Regions from separate parts of the Mus musculus genome. Here regions 2 and 3 are each linked to region 1. The links are chromatin contacts, called in public Hi-C and promoter capture Hi-C maps. All regions are on one chromosome and are shown on one strand. Each heading gives the region's core, a stretch centred on a gene start, on an enhancer-like site or on the middle of the called end of the contact. The rest is flanking DNA. Distances are from core to core; before and after follow the strand shown. Region 1 holds the start of Aox3 (aldehyde oxidase 3). Region 2 overlaps Aox1 (aldehyde oxidase 1). Region 3 overlaps Aox1 (aldehyde oxidase 1).

Region 1 (4,910 bases), core at 1,506-4,005:
TTGGCTACCCCAGGGCTGGAACAGGATGTGATAGGATCCAGGCACTCACAATCACAGTCATCATCCTAAGGTCACACGAAACACCCTGTCAGAAGAATCTACAGCAAAGTGTGAGCATGGAACCCACCGGCATCGCTCACGCTCTGTACTGCCAGGTACTGAAAGTATAACAAAGTAAAAACAGAATTCTAGGCCTTTAGGCCCAGACTTGGGAATGTGGCCTTTGTAAAGGTATGCTAATCATAAAACAGATAGTGACATTCCTCCACCCACCTGCTTCCTGGGTTCAAAGAGTGCTCATTCAAAGAAAGTCACCCTGACCATTACCAGAACCTTGCAATGCAAATGTGCTACCAGGTATTCCTTGTGACTCTTGTAACTTTGCACTTCCTTGTGACTCTTAACTGGTATCTTTGGTATCTTCCAACAACGCCCTCCCCACTTCCTTGAGTTGTGGTTTCTTCCTTTAAATACCCCCTTACCCAGCTACTCGGGCACCACGGTCCTCTACCCCTGCGTGGTGTATGACCGTGGGCCCGAGAGTGCTCTTGAATAAAAATCCTCTTGCAGTTTGCAACAAGACCGTTTCTTGTGGGTGATTTTGGGGTGTCGCCTCTCCTGAGTCAGAACGTGGGGGAGTCCTCACGTTGTGGGTCTTTCAGTACCACTCTGACAGTCCTGGAGAGCTTAAGCAGCTGGAGTGTCAGGTTGGAAGTCCCCCCCCCCCCAGGATGCAGATGTAAGAAGTGAAAGACCGTGTGGTGCTCTGCCTCACTGACAATATGCTATCAGAAAAGAGTTGAACATTTATAGATTATGCAATTAGCCATTATATGCTTCAAAATTCTTCAGTTAAGAACATAAAAACCCTAATAAAAATGAAAGGACACAAAAAGAAATAGAAATATGCCCTAAATATATAGCAAGTAGATAAGATAAGAGAAATGCCAGCTAACTGTGAACCATCCTCAGATACTGGAGAAAGGGAGGGTGGGGTAACAACGGAGATGAGAAGCACACCCTGCCATACAGGACTTGTATGGCGCACGTGACTCAGGAAAGAGTTGCCTCCAGCAAGATACTCACTTCTAAGCCAAGAATTCCAGTCAGAGAGTTTGCTCAGCAGGAACCCTTGCTCAATACCCTTCTTCCCTACCCCACCACCAATCCCCTTTCTGATTTCACCTAACTTACTCTAGGATCCACCCACCCCCCTGTTTCTCCTGTTGTTCCTTTTCTGGCTTCATGACTCACATACTCTCCTCTCACCTAACTGCATGTGTGTGTGTGTGTGTGTGTGCGTGTGTGTGTGTGTGTGTGTGTGTGTGTGTGTGTGTGTGTGTGTGAGAGAGAGAGAGAGAGAGAGAGAGAGAGAGAGAGAGAGGGAGAGAGAGAGAGAGAGAGAGATTTCGAACTGTTATGCAAACGAGGGGTGGGGCTCAACCAAAACAAAATATGCATGAAATGCTGTAAGGAAACCTCTTACTCTGTATTCTAATTTTAAAATAAAAGTTAGCAGAATAAAATCCAGAAGCAAACAAGCAAACAAACAAAACCTGCTTAAAATAAAAGTAAGGAGAGAGAGGAATGAGGGAGCTGGGTAGGTGGACAGGTTGGCTCTAAATATGCAAAAATAGAGCTCAATTTCCACTGCATCATATTTTTAACACACTCTCTCTCTCTCTCTCTCTCTGTGTGTGTGTGTGTGTGTCTGTGTGTGTCTGTGTCTGTGTCTGTGTCTGTGTCTGTGTCTGTGTCTGTGTCTGTGTCTGTGTCTGTGTCTGTGTCTGTGTCTGTGTCTGTCTCTGTCTCTGTCTCTGTCTCTGTCTCTGTCTCTGTCTCTGTGTCTGTGTCTGTGTGCTCACCTGGGCACTCAATGCCCAGAGAGAGCAGAAATGTTCATACCCCTGGAGCTGGAGTTACAGAAAGTCTGTGTTGCCCAACAAAGTAGCCAGTGCTCTTATCTACTGAGCCCTCTCCTGCCCTGTAGAATATTTATAACTGGAAATCTGAGAACAATTCACAATGTAAATGACTGTCAGGCATGTTTGGTAGTAACATTCCCAGTGCCTCTACTGTGCAGCTGCTGCTTTAAGCTCTTTCCCTGCATGGGCTCCTTTAATCCCCACATCAATCTTCCCCTGAGGAAGATGTTTTTGTTGTTGTTGTTGTTGTTTTGTTTTGTTTTGTTTTTTCCAACTCCTAGGTAAATCCACTGAGGTACAGACAGCCAAAGTAACTTGGGAGAAAGAAAAAGGAAAACAATTTTGAAATCATGTGAATGGTTTAATTTCACCTTTTAGAAATTAACAAAAATATTGTTGAGAAAGTAACAAAAATCCATGTGGGCATTTATGTGTGTTCATAAATGCCATCTAACCCTGCAACAGCATGCGTGAATCTGGTTGCTAAATGTTGGCACAGAGAAATTCTACTTTGTTGCTTCTCATACTTGTATCATTTCTTAGAGCATTCTTTGTATAGTTTAACGGCAAAAATAGCAAGCAAATACACTTAGTGTGAAGACATAGATCTGAGAGCAGTGAAGAGCAGCCCATCGGCATCCCTTCCACGTCACCGATAACAGCGCCTTCTTGTTGGAAAACGCCCTCTAGTGGCTAGCGCCTGGGGCGTGGAGAAGTGAGTCCGGAGCTGGTGCTGGGCCAGGTTTTAAGGAAAGAGGGAATTGGAAGCAGGAGGAAGGTTGGGAGCGATGATGGGCAGGGCTGGGTGGGAGGAGTCCTCAGGCAAAGCCACAGAGCAGATTTAAATCCTGTAGGGCAATTCGGTCTCCTGCAGAGCACAGCAGTTCATCTGAGAGGTGGACTTAGACACATTAGGTACAGTTGCACAGAGTGTGGACGACTATCCTCAAGTAATGTCTCCTTCTAAGGAGTCAGATGAGCTTATTTTCTTTGTGAATGGAAAAAAGGTAAGTTCTCTACACTGTAATTAATAAATGTACATAAGAAACTCTGGTAGAAGCGATCTGTCATTAGCATTGCCAAAATGAAGGGCTGTGTGGGGTCGGGGAGTTGTTGCTCAAATGATCTAGCGATCTGCTATGCTTCTTGGGGAACAAGGGAGGGGGGGAAGAGAGAGAGAATCTATAATGTTTTGGGACTAGTAGGGAGAAAGTGTGCAGCTATGTGTCTCCAAACCAAGCCTTGTCTCATTTGAATGCACCTAAGCACTGGGCACTGGCTTCCTTGCAAGAGAATCTTCTAACTCTTCCTCAATACCTCTTCCAGCTCTGACTCAAACTTCTGTGCCACCCAACTTCTGCTTTCACATGTATGCACAGATCCAGAGTCCAAGGTCTTTAGGTTATTTACAAATGCTTTTAAACCCTTGGGTCAGGAAGAATGGAAGAGAAAAACCTACTGGAAGGCCAGGTGAACTGTTAATTTACATGTTAACACCTTACTCCTTTAAGATTGGATTCATGCCTGTAATGCCAGAATTGGAGGGGGGTTGAGGCCAACTTAGTCTCAGAGTGAGCTTCAGGACATCAAGGGCTATGCAATGAGACTCTTGTCTCATAAGTAAATAAGTAAGCAAGCAAATAAACAAATGAAGGGTCTTGTCTCACTTAAGAAATGAAGCCTTTTCTTCTTTGTCTTGAGCTCTTGAGACCTAGACAAGACCTAAAATGACTGCGGTACTGTCTGCATATATGCTGGACGTTCTTGACGATTGTGTATGATGTGAAGGTCCACAGCCTGTTCTCAGCACTGTTGGCACAGGGAAAAGGGCAGTCAGAGTTTAAGCTGAGCTTGTGGTATTGTGTGGGGTGTGCGTGAGGTGTGTGTTTTGTATGCTGTGCTGTGAAGGCTCAGGGTGATTGTGCAACGTGGCCAAGATCTCTTGGCTAACAAATACTGGGGAGAACTTGGCTTTCATCTCTGGGTTCCTTTCTTTGCTCTGTGATCCCTTCCTGGGGGAGGTGACCATTCGTCTAAGACACTAATGCTAAAGGGAGAGGTGGGGCTTTCCTGAGTGTTTTCCTAGGGCTGCTGAAGGAATGCTGTTTGTCTGCTGCTGTCAGAGCTCCTGTTTATTTAACTTTTCAAAACTGGATGGAGAACACAGACCAAAAAACAAAACAAAACAAAACAAAAATATTTTGGTGGTAGTGATAAGAATTAAAACTCTTAGTTTAATTCTCTGTCTTCTACTATAAGGTAGGGATGCACGAATTGTTTAAGTATATGGCTCTTCAACTTTTTATTAGTCTCTTGAACCCATATTGTGCTAGAATTCAAAGGTTTGTTAAATCTCTGTTGCTCCTCTAAAACAAAGCCAGACATTTCCCTGTCAAAGTATAGCCAAGTACAATATAGCATTATATAATTTCATAATTGCAAAGAGGGATGGGTGTTTAATCAAGTCAGGCAATCAAGGTCAACAAATATGTTCTAAATCCTTCTTGCTATTCAGAAACCAACACGGCAACTTCCTCAACTTATACGGTCACTTCCTCTCTCCAGGTCACCGAGAGGAATGCAGACCCTGAGGTTAATTTATTGTTCTACTTGAGAAAAGTCAGTATCCTTTTGCTTGTTTGAGAAAACAAACCAGCTTTGCAGCTCTGGGAACTAAGGAGCTTCGCTCGCATTCACAGAGCTGTTTCCACCGCATTTTACCGAGAATCAAGAGTGTTTTACTTGTGCATAGGAGCAGTGTGGCATGAGGTCACTTGCCTTGTAAATGGGACTGGACTTGAGAGTACTGACAAATTTAAGCAAGTTCAAGGATCGCCCGGGGATATGAAGAGTCACCTGGGGACACTGACCAGAATCTGAAGTTCAGGAGCAGGAAGAGGTGTAAAAGAACATGCGCAAGTGTGAGAACCAGAGTCTGGGTTCCCAGAAATCACACAAGGCCTGGCATGGCAGTGCACATCTGCT
Region 2 (4,910 bases), core at 1,772-4,271, 56 kb before region 1:
TTCTTGCCAGTGGAGGCTGTCCTTCTCCAGGGCACAGTCACCACCTACTAATTAGTAGACAGTCAATCGTTAATATTAATAAAACTAATAAACAAAAACCTATGAAAGACATTGCAGTCTTTTTCTTTGGTTTTAAATCACCATACGATTTATGGCTCCCCTGTGGCATTTAAAACACATTTAGCCACAGCTGGTCCTCCCCACCACCAGAAAATCATTTCTGCAAGATGAACTATGGAATTAATACCTCATTGATAAGACCAGAGTAAGATGCTGATTCTTGTTACTATTATTAGTGGTATTTAAAATATTGTCAGTATTAATAATAGTGATGCTTAATGCTCATTGCTATAGGGCAGGGTTATTATTAAGACCTTTATAAACTTCATTAGACTAGCATTCAGACTTTCCATCGAGTTAGCTTGGATATGCTGAACTTTAAATGGCTTTCTCATATGCCACCTTCCAATATTGCCTCTGCAGCTTCAACTGCAAGCACCCAGTTACCAAGAGAATCCCCCGAGGAATTTTGACTGATTTGTTTTGTGTGTGTGTGTGTGTGTGTGTGTGTGTGTGTGTGTTTCCCCCATCAGGCCTCTGGCTGCTGTCAAAGTAAAGAAAATGGGGTGTGCTGTTTGGATCAAGAAATAAATGGATTGGCAGAATCCCAGGAAGAAGATAAGGTCAGTGCACAGCTTGGTTGTTATAAAGTTGTTCAAGATGTGAGGTGGCTGACATCTCTTCAGCAGAACCAGTGGCTGCTCAGTTTGATGAACTTGACTGTGTCAACATGCTCCCCTCTCATGCTCACCGTCTCTTTGTATTCTAAGAATTCAGCCTGCAAGGGAGTGGGGAATGGAGGAAGGAGAGTCGACAGTACTGTGGTACAGTTAGATGGGAGGTGTGGCCTCTCGTTGCTCTGTAGCACTGTGGAGTAATTGTGTTTGACAATTAGTTGACGATTTCAGAATAACTAGTAGAGTCCTTCTCAACACACTGAAGCAATTCATGTATGAGATGCTGGATGCTAAGCACTAACGTGCTCTCGCCCTGTGCATATACCACAGTGCCGCTCTGCCCCACAAACAGGTACAGCTATTACACCAATTGAAAGCAAAAGACTCTATTTTATAAACCTGTCACACCAACTTTGTCATTTTCAATGACCAGAAGCAAAGTGGAGACAGAGATGGAAGACCAAGGTCAGGAAAGGTGGCAATGCCGACTGTCTGTTAAGTCCTCAATGTCTGGCTGCTCCTGCCTGTCTCCTTCACTGTCCCCAAACTGGAAGGAGAGTGTGTAGGGAGCTGCAGAGTGCAGAGGCCCACTGACGCCTGCAGAGTTATTAGATGTCAGGTCCCTGACCGGGAGCTAGGACCAGGACTGATCATCAGGTCCTTTTTGTCTGTCTCCTTTTGTGGGAAGATGAGGCCATGTGAAACCCATTCTGTCCCCAGATTTGTCAAATGACTAAGACTGGCTTTGAATTCCCAACATGCCTGCCTCTGTTTCCCAAGGTCTGGCCATCTTCTTCCAGTCTCAGCCTACAGAACATTTAAGGTAGAGGTGCGGTATTCGCCCTTGTCACCTGTTTCCCCTCCCGCCATCCGAGTCACCTGTGCTCAGCCACAATCTGAAAGCATTACGTGGGAAATTCCAGAAATCTTTTATGTTTCAAGTTCCACGCCATTGTGAATAGCGTAATGAACTCTGACTACGCTGTCCTCTGCCTTACTTGGAATGTATCCAGTGTATCCACGGGGCATACATCACCTGCCCATCTGTCACTAAGTAGTTGTCATGGCCATCAGACTGACTAGCTCAGTCACGCAGTGCTGTGTTCAGATAATCATTATTATACTTAATAATGAATGACTCCGAAGCACATGGCAAGGGATGCTGGTAATTCAGATATGCCAATGAGTAATTATAGATTCTTTTTTATAAAAATGAAAAGACGGGGGTAGGGTATGTTTAGTACTAGAGTATGTTGCAAAGATTTACCATAAGAATGATTTTTTAAAAAAAATGTAGTGTGTATAAAAGCCTAAAGTTCAAATTGTCTGTGGTTTTCTGCGCCCACAGTGGTTGTAACGGAGCTCTCTCCTGAGAATAAGAGGTATTATGATGATAACTTCTGTCATTTTCTCTTTCTAAAGACAAGTCCAGAACTGTTCTCAGAAGAGGAATTTCTGCCACTGGACCCGACCCAAGAGCTGATATTTCCTCCCGAGCTAATGGTAAGGAACTCATGGTACGATGTCAGGAGGAGGCTTTTCAAAATCTCATGGTGCAGATCCCAGATCTCCTCAGAGACACTGTGCAGGGGAGAGCGGTTAAAGTGGTTAAATTCACAGCTTGTCAGAGGGTGGACAGTAATTATCTGCAGAGTGCTCAGCCTGGATGGGACTTATGTATCACACTTACCCCACCCCCGAGACTCAGGGACCATAGAGAAACGGGGTGGAAAGAGTGTCTCCTGGATGTGACAGAATCACTGCATTCATGAAGTCATTGTTTGCACAAGGACAAACCAGTGAACATCCAGCACGGAGAGCTGAGAGGCTCACGGCGCCCAGCCTTAGCTCACACACTGTCGCTAGTTAAAGGCTGTGGGGAAGGGATGGTCAGTTTTCTTCAAGGGTATGACCTAGGTTGACCATGACCCAGTGGATGGCCCCACATCCATGTGGATGGATCGCACACATTGAATTCAGTAGGTTTTGGAAAAAAAATAAAAAGGAGAAAATGAAGTTGCACAGGGGTTTCGGGGAGGCTGGAGGAGAGGGTGGATGGTGAATCTGGGGGGAATTAGGGGAGGAATGGGAGGAATTTAATAATGATGTTTTACATTCATATATAATGTTCTCAAAGAATTAAGAAAACATTACAAAGAAAGAAAAAAAAATACTGATGGGCAAACAGGCGCCAGCCAGCGTCCTCTCCTCAGAGTCCAGAATGTGTGGGCGGGAGGAGGAAGAGGTGGAGGGCAGAGCCAGCACAAGGGGTGGAGGATGTCACACACAGCTGGTTAAGTCACAGACATGCAATCAGTGTCCTTCAACATCAACTCGTTTTCCCCTCCCACTTATGCGCGAGTTCATTTTTCTGACAGTTTGGCAAAATTGAGCATGTTGCTGTGTTAGCGAACGCCAAAATGGGTTTCTGGGAGATGTCAGAGCCGATGGGAGCTGTTTCCATGGGTAAACTGCGTCAGACCTTAAACTGTGAACTCTGGCTCCTGGGGAAGCTCTATTTTTAGCTCACGAAATTTAGTTTTTAGATTTCCTTTCTCTAGAGTGAAAGCAGAAGAGAATTTTGTCACAAGCTCTCTCAAATCCCTGTTGTTTTTTCAATAGAGAATAGCTGAGAAACAGCCACCAAAGACCAGAGTGTTTTATGGTGAGAGGGTGACATGGATTTCCCCCGTGACTCTGAAGGAACTTGTGGAAGCTAAATTCAAGTATCCCCAGGCCCCTATTGTCATGGGGTACACTTCTGTGGGTATGTAGACTCTTCTTGGGATATTTTATGAGGGAGCAAATTCAATGTATTGATGTCAGGAAAATAGCCAGAAAACCCAGTATTGTTTAAGAAATGTTACAGCATTGGGTAGCTGCCTGCCCTGTGCCTCACTGGCAGGCTTGCTGGCCACATGGTAAACCAGCATCAGGGTACAGGTATCCTGGCTTTCCATTTGGGTACCACACTGGCTCTCGTCCTGAAACTGCTCTGTCTTTCCTCTTTGGATGGCTTCTCAGTGGCTCTGGCATATTTTATAGAGACAGCAGTTTTGGAGCCTTCACCTTTCCCACATAGGCCTGGCGTGGCTGCCCATCTCTTCGCAGGGCCTTCAGGATCTGCTCCAAGCGAATCTGAGTGTTCCGTATCACACGCGTTTTAGAGCTAACAATTCCAAAGGCTCCCTAAATATCTCTGCTTGTGGTTTGCAATAAACAGACCAATAAAAGGAAACAACTTCCTTATGTGCAAAGACATTCGTTTAGTCATAATTCAAAGTAGAGAGTCATTTGTGTCTTTTTGTTCTAATCTTGTGTCTCTACCACAATCCCTTAGGACCTGAAGTAAAGTTTAAAGGTGTCTTCCACCCCATCATAATTTCTCCTGACAGAATTGAAGAGCTGGGTGTCATAAGCCAGGCCAGGGATGGTGAGTTCTTAGATTTCTTTTCCTATGGAAATGCGCTCATCAAGTTAGCTGTTTAGTCCGACAGAGCAACAGGCGAGAGTCGTTTCTAGTCACAATTCACGGCTTCTCTACAGACAGTGTGGTGAAGATCTGGAGGGAGTCCAGGAAGAATTCTCCAAAGTTCCACTAGATGCTGTGTGAGAAGTCAGATTTTCACTGAGAAACTTTCATATCTGCAGGATCAGGGAGACTATTCAAGGGAGAGTCTGTGTTGTGAGTGCAGAGTAAAAGATGAAGAAACCTGAGCAAGCTCGCTGCTCTCCAGAGCCCAGCAGAGGGAAAGGGCTGTGCACTAAGCAGCTATAGTCTGACCTTTTCATTTCTGTGAAGGAAATTGGTCTAATGATAGTGAGAAGCAGCAGTCACCGTGGGGTGGGTTTGGACTATGGCATATGGCATCTCTAAGATCCTGGGAAGGTGGCTGAACTGGATCTCAGTTTTGTGACCATGAAATGAGCCTATTAATATCTCCTAGTTTAATTCATGGAGTTTTTTTTTAAGCTACCAGCGAAATGTGATAGATTCAGTATTCAAAGAATCCAGCCTTCATGATCTCCACCATTAACCCCATCACACACCACTGCCATCACCACAGCCACCTCCATCACCATCGATAGCTCCATCATGGTCATTTGTCACCACAGTCAGCACTGTGTCACCAGCAGCGCAATCGAATGCCTCCAGTGTAAAGGTTCCATGCC
Region 3 (4,910 bases), core at 1,024-3,523, 35 kb before region 1:
GGGGCTCTGGCTGCACACACTGGCAGGGACAAGAGTCTCTTGTACAACTCTGCTTTCAGCTGAAAGCTAACACGGGTGTTTGTCACTCTTCAGTGTGTGGCTTAAAGCTCAGTCAGTGGAGTTTCTGTGCCATGAGATAAAGGGAGAGTGTAGAAAATGACCTGTTCTCTCTGTCTGCATTTGATGTCCCCCATGTGTTCTCTTGTAACAGGTGAAATACACATAGGCGGCCAGGAACATTTTTATATGGAAACCCAAAGCATGCTTGTTGTTCCCAAAGGAGAGGATGGAGAGATTGACATCTATGTGTCTACACAGTTTCCCAAATATATACAGGTAACATGGGGTCACTGAGGCGAGGACATGGCTAAATGGTTTCTGACAGCAAAATGTACAAGAAAAATTACAGGCAACTAAACACACTAAGTACTTATACTCATATGCAATTGTATATTAGCAACCCTAGACTTTCCTAACTTAGAAGAGGGTTTTTATTAGAGAGAAGTCTTTGCTTGTGGATCCATAGCTTTAAAATCAAATATGCAACCAGCAGGCATCTTTTGATGTCCTCTTGGCTGTTAAGAAACAAAAGGAAAACGGGAAAGGCCGGTCCTCTCAAGCTGATAGTACCTCATTCACAAGGAGCAGCTAGGAAACTGTATTGGAAAAGAAACAACAGCAAGGCACTAAACCAGCGAAGTAAAAAATGCCATGAGTGGAGGAATTAAGAGAAAGGAGAGTGTGTGAGGGTCAGAACCACCCAGGGAACCTTACAGATGAGCAGCCTTTGTTTGCCTCTGTAGTACAGTGAGGTCAGGTGGTGGAAGAGAGGCTTTCTATCCCAGGCAGTTCTAAGCACAAACACCTCTCTTTCATTAACCCACCTGTCTCTCCTAAAAACATCGGTTGCCTATATCCTGTGTCCCAGGGAACTCACATGCAAGAAAGGAGATGATGCCAGCCTGAACTGGTCTAAGCATTGAGGGAAAGGTCAGAAGCAAAGTGAGGGGATCTGGATGTGATGGGTACCAAAAGAGCCAGAGGAGGAGAGTGAAGCTGTGAACAGCAACACTGGGAGGGTGTGACACCAAGATGGACCAGATAACTGTGTTCCATTCCCTGTGTGACAGGATGACCAAAACAGGAATGCACGTCCTGGGAAGACTGGTTAGTGTTCACAGTAACCCAGAAAGGATGTGAGAAGTGGAGAGGCCCAGGGTTGTGACATCTTACTGCTTCAGGAAACATCCCTTGAGGGATTATTGTGGAAAGGATACGCTGGGTGTGTGTCCAGCAGGCAGAATTATCTCACCACTAGGGAAAGATTGAGTTCATGTTAGCAATGTCATTCTAGCCAGGAGAATAGTTATTGGTGATGGTAAGGGTTTTGGGCACTTTTCCTTTCTGTCATTTATCATAACCATATGAACCACGTGGCTTGTGTCTTGTGTTCAACATCATGGAAACAAAATGTGCAATTGTTGTGACACTCAGTGGGCAGGCTTCCTGTTAGGATTGTGGGCGTAACAATGATGGCCATACATCTTGCCGAGGATGGGCCAGAGCAATGAAAACCATTATTGTTGACAGGATATAGTCGCTGCAACCTTGAAGCTCTCAGCCAACAAGGTCATGTGTCATGTAAGGCGTGTTGGCGGGGCATTTGGAGGGAAGGTGGGCAAGACCAGCATCTTGGCAGCCATCACTGCATTTGCTGCTAGCAAGTAAGTGGGAGAAATCTATTAAACAAATTGAATGTGAAGTGAAATCTTAATCCTAAGACATGGAATGAGGAAGGATCTAGACTAAGGCTATTTAAGATCACACATTACAAACCAACACCCGAGCGAGATGCCAGCTTATTAAACTTCTTTGTCTTTTATTGCCAAGTTCTGTAAGAAGCAAAATAAGCACCAATCACTGAAAATATGACGAAAGCCATTATAAAAATATTATAATACATAGGCTAGGCAGTGGTGGTGCATGCCTTTAAACTCGGTGCTTGGGAGGCAGAGGCAGGAGGATCTCTGAGTTTGAGAGGCCAGTCTGGTCCACAGAGCAAATTCCAAGGACAGCCAGGGATACACAGAAAAACCCTGGCTCAAAAAAATAGATAGATAGGTAGGTAGGTAGAAAGAGAGACAGACAGAGAAGCAAGCAAATAAATAAATAAATAAAATATGCAATACTTGGAAAGTCAACAGAAACAGGTCCCAGGTGGGTGGTGGTGTCCTTAGCACTGATAGTCTGAACTATTTGCTTATGGGTCAGATACATAACCCACTTAATCTCCCAAAATCAATCAGCCTCTCTTTCTCTCCCTGTGCTTTCCTGACCATGTCTGTTTGTCTGTCTGTCTTTCTCTGTCTTTCCTCTCTCTTGAATTAATAGATGTTTTTGGGTTAAGTTGACATTTATTTATCTTACTGTTTTTCAATGAGGATTTAAAAACCTCACCCCATAGGAAATTTCCTTTGGAGCCAACACACCTAGAAGGCATAATATGATTGTGGAATAACAGCTAGCTTGCTTGTTTGTTTGATTGATTGATTAATTTTTATTTTCTGTCTCAGACACGGTCGCGCAGTCCGCTGCATTCTGGAACGAGGAGAAGACATGTTAATAACTGGAGGCCGCCATCCTTACCTTGGAAAGTATAAAGTGAGCAGAAGAATGAGTCAGGGAAGGATTCATGTTGCAATGAGAACCTTCGTAAAGGCAGAGGGCAATGTTTGGCTACACTGACAGGGAAAGAACAAACACAGATATGTCATAGTCAGGTTTCCTTTGCTGTGATGAAACACCATTAGGGAGGAAAGGTCTCTTTCACCCACAGTTCCATATTTTAGTTCCTCACTGAAAGCAATTAGGGCAGAAACTCAAACAGGTTAGGAACCTGGAGTTAGGATTTGATGGTCATGGAGGAGAGGTTAGTGCCACATGGCTTGCTCAGCCTGCTTTCCTATAGCACTCAAGACCACCAGTCCAGGATGGCACCACCCACAGCCAGCTTCCCCATCACTCATTAATTAAGAAAATTCCCTACAGGCTTGCCTATAGCCCAATCTTATGCAGACATTTTTCTCAGCTGACATTCCCTTCTCTCGGATGACTCTAGCTTGTGACAAATTGACATAAAAACCAGCCACAACTAAATGGTAGTCAGATTTTCTACTTCTTGTGCTCCAGTTTAATTACCACCCGTTCAATGAGATTTCCTGCTTTGCTCAGCAATGCCAATTTGAGAGAAAGTACTAGCTAGAATTGAGCATTACGGAATGAATGATTGGAAAACATGTGACTGTATGTCCATGAAAGTCGATCTGATAACCATTCTTTCCACACAGAAAAGGTAAAAATAGAATAACTCCTATAACAATGGTGGTATATGAAATTGCAATTATTTGCAGATGGTTCCTCATTTTTAATATATCAAGTGTATTGTGAAAAACTATGACCCAGAAATTCCTACAAAAGATTCTATAGTAGAAAATAATTATCTTTTTGCCTTTTAAGAGATTATTTTACATTTTAAAGCTGGCCGACAGCTTTCACAAATAACCCAAATCTCTCAGGATCTTAAACCTTTACTTTGTTATTTCTTATTCAGGTTGGAGCCTTGTAGCTTGCATGGATTGGAGGAGGGGAGGGCTTGCTCCAATCATTCAGGGACTTGTTTTTCTAATAGCACCTTTATCCCCTCAAACTGCTCTCTGATAACTACTGGGTGTGTACAACTATTTAAATTTGCATTTAACAAAATAAAATTAAACTAAGATTATGCTGTACACAGTGTTTCAAGTACACAGTGCCCACCTGTAATTGTTGGCTACCATATTGCAAGTGTAGACACGGAAGGTTGTTGTAGTCCCCAAAAGTTCTATTGGAATCTGTGCGGGGACCTGAGTCCTCCACAGAGCCTTCTGCAGCAGGCAGTAGACAAGGGACTACTGATATACTTAATCTATCAGGTGCCAAGCCTGTAAGTAGTAGACCTTACTTCTGTCCAGACATCTTGGGACTGACTTTGGCACCTCACTGTGGCGTAGCTAGGAAATGCAGTCTTGTGTGCCCAGATGTCAGCCTGAGAGAGGCTTAGATCCCCAGAATGAATTTAAATTTAACTTCATACAAAAAAGTGAGACCAAGTTGTAGATGTAATTCTGGAGCTTTTCTATGCTCCCTGCGCAACTTGTTCCCAAGTAACGACAAGGTGTTTCTATGCCCATCCTAGCCCATTTTAGCTCTTGAGTAAATGACACAGAGACCTAATAAATTTATTAATAAGCTGCAGGCACTATGCTGGGTAGGTACCCATCTATTCTAAACCTCCATGGCTTCCTACTTCCCAGCCTCATTTACCTGCATCTGAGTCTTGCCCTGACTTGCTCTGGTCCATGTGTGTCTTCATGGCTGTCCTGTAATGATCTGCTCATGACAAATCCTCCTGATACTGTCCCTCTTCTTTATTCTAATGGCTACTCTTTCATGGCACCCTCATGACTAATCCTCTTGGACTACTCATCTTCCTTCCTTCTCTTTCCTCTTCTCCTCTCTCTTTTTGTTTGGGACCTCCTGACTGGGCTGGGAAGTCCTGCCCAATTCTCTTCTGCCCGGATAACTGGCTGATCAGCTCTTTATTGACCAATCACAGGAGATGGAAAACAACCTTTACAAGTCTTTGAGACCAGAAATGCTCTAAGTGTCATGGCAATGCCATCATCCAGGCTGAAACCAGATCTCCCGGCACAGCAAGCAGCATCTGAATACACAGTGCACCGAGTAGATTGTTGGCAAGTCACATGCCATAACTGGGCTTAAGCCCTGACAGGAGGGTGACATGACCTCTCTGGATAGGATGGCCTTAGCAGTGTGAGCATGGAGCAGGTGGCCTCCCGGAGGTAGGATGA

Evidence for each region. Promoter capture Hi-C pulls out the DNA fragments that hold promoters and counts their contacts. Hi-C and Micro-C count contacts between places; a contact is called where the count stands out from the background.
Region 2: a contact with region 1 is called in a Hi-C map of uterus, with 4 times the contacts expected there. The contact joins the enhancer-like site here to the promoter of Aox3 in region 1. A contact is called at or near these places in 4 of 39 promoter capture datasets (cranial neural crest, liver and stem cell-derived epiblast-like cells), 7 of 484 Hi-C or Micro-C datasets (cerebellar granule neurons, liver, nephron progenitors and 1 more), 2 of 115 datasets of contacts at active chromatin or transcription factors (both in embryonic stem cells) and 2 of 9 other capture datasets (adipose tissue and embryonic stem cells).
Region 3: a contact with region 1 is called in a promoter capture Hi-C map of liver. The contact joins the enhancer-like site here to the promoter of Aox3 in region 1. A contact is called at or near these places in 2 of 39 promoter capture datasets (both in liver), 1 of 15 datasets of contacts at CTCF or cohesin (the NIH/3T3 cell line), 9 of 484 Hi-C or Micro-C datasets (liver, nephron progenitors and uterus), 3 of 115 datasets of contacts at active chromatin or transcription factors (embryonic stem cells, hepatocytes and liver) and 3 of 9 other capture datasets (adipose tissue, liver and macrophages).

Annotation. Positions count from the first base shown.
Region 1 is chr1:58,110,381-58,115,290 of GRCm38.p6, forward strand. Aox3 (aldehyde oxidase 3) reads left to right here and starts at 2,756. Exons shown (of 35, transcript NM_023617.2): 1 at 2,756-2,932; 2 at 4,491-4,548. The coding sequence starts at 2,879.
Region 2 is chr1:58,054,055-58,058,964 of GRCm38.p6, forward strand. Aox1 (aldehyde oxidase 1) reads left to right here. Exons shown (of 35, transcript NM_009676.2): 7 at 594-683; 8 at 2,160-2,240; 9 at 3,360-3,504; 10 at 4,078-4,170. Among named protein-coding and RNA genes, the nearest start is that of Aox1, 27 kb to the left of the region's middle. Within about 2 kb of position 3,022, at least 18 of the 459 cell types and tissues checked have an H3K27ac peak or open chromatin away from gene starts, as enhancers often do. A contact at or near this core is called in uterus, where this site is marked.
Region 3 is chr1:58,075,853-58,080,762 of GRCm38.p6, forward strand. Aox1 (aldehyde oxidase 1) reads left to right here. Exons shown (of 35, transcript NM_009676.2): 21 at 212-336; 22 at 1,591-1,724; 23 at 2,574-2,661. Among named protein-coding and RNA genes, the nearest start is that of Aox3, 35 kb to the right of the region's middle. Within about 2 kb of position 2,274, at least 4 of the 459 cell types and tissues checked have an H3K27ac peak or open chromatin away from gene starts, as enhancers often do. A contact at or near this core is called in hepatocytes and liver, where this site is marked.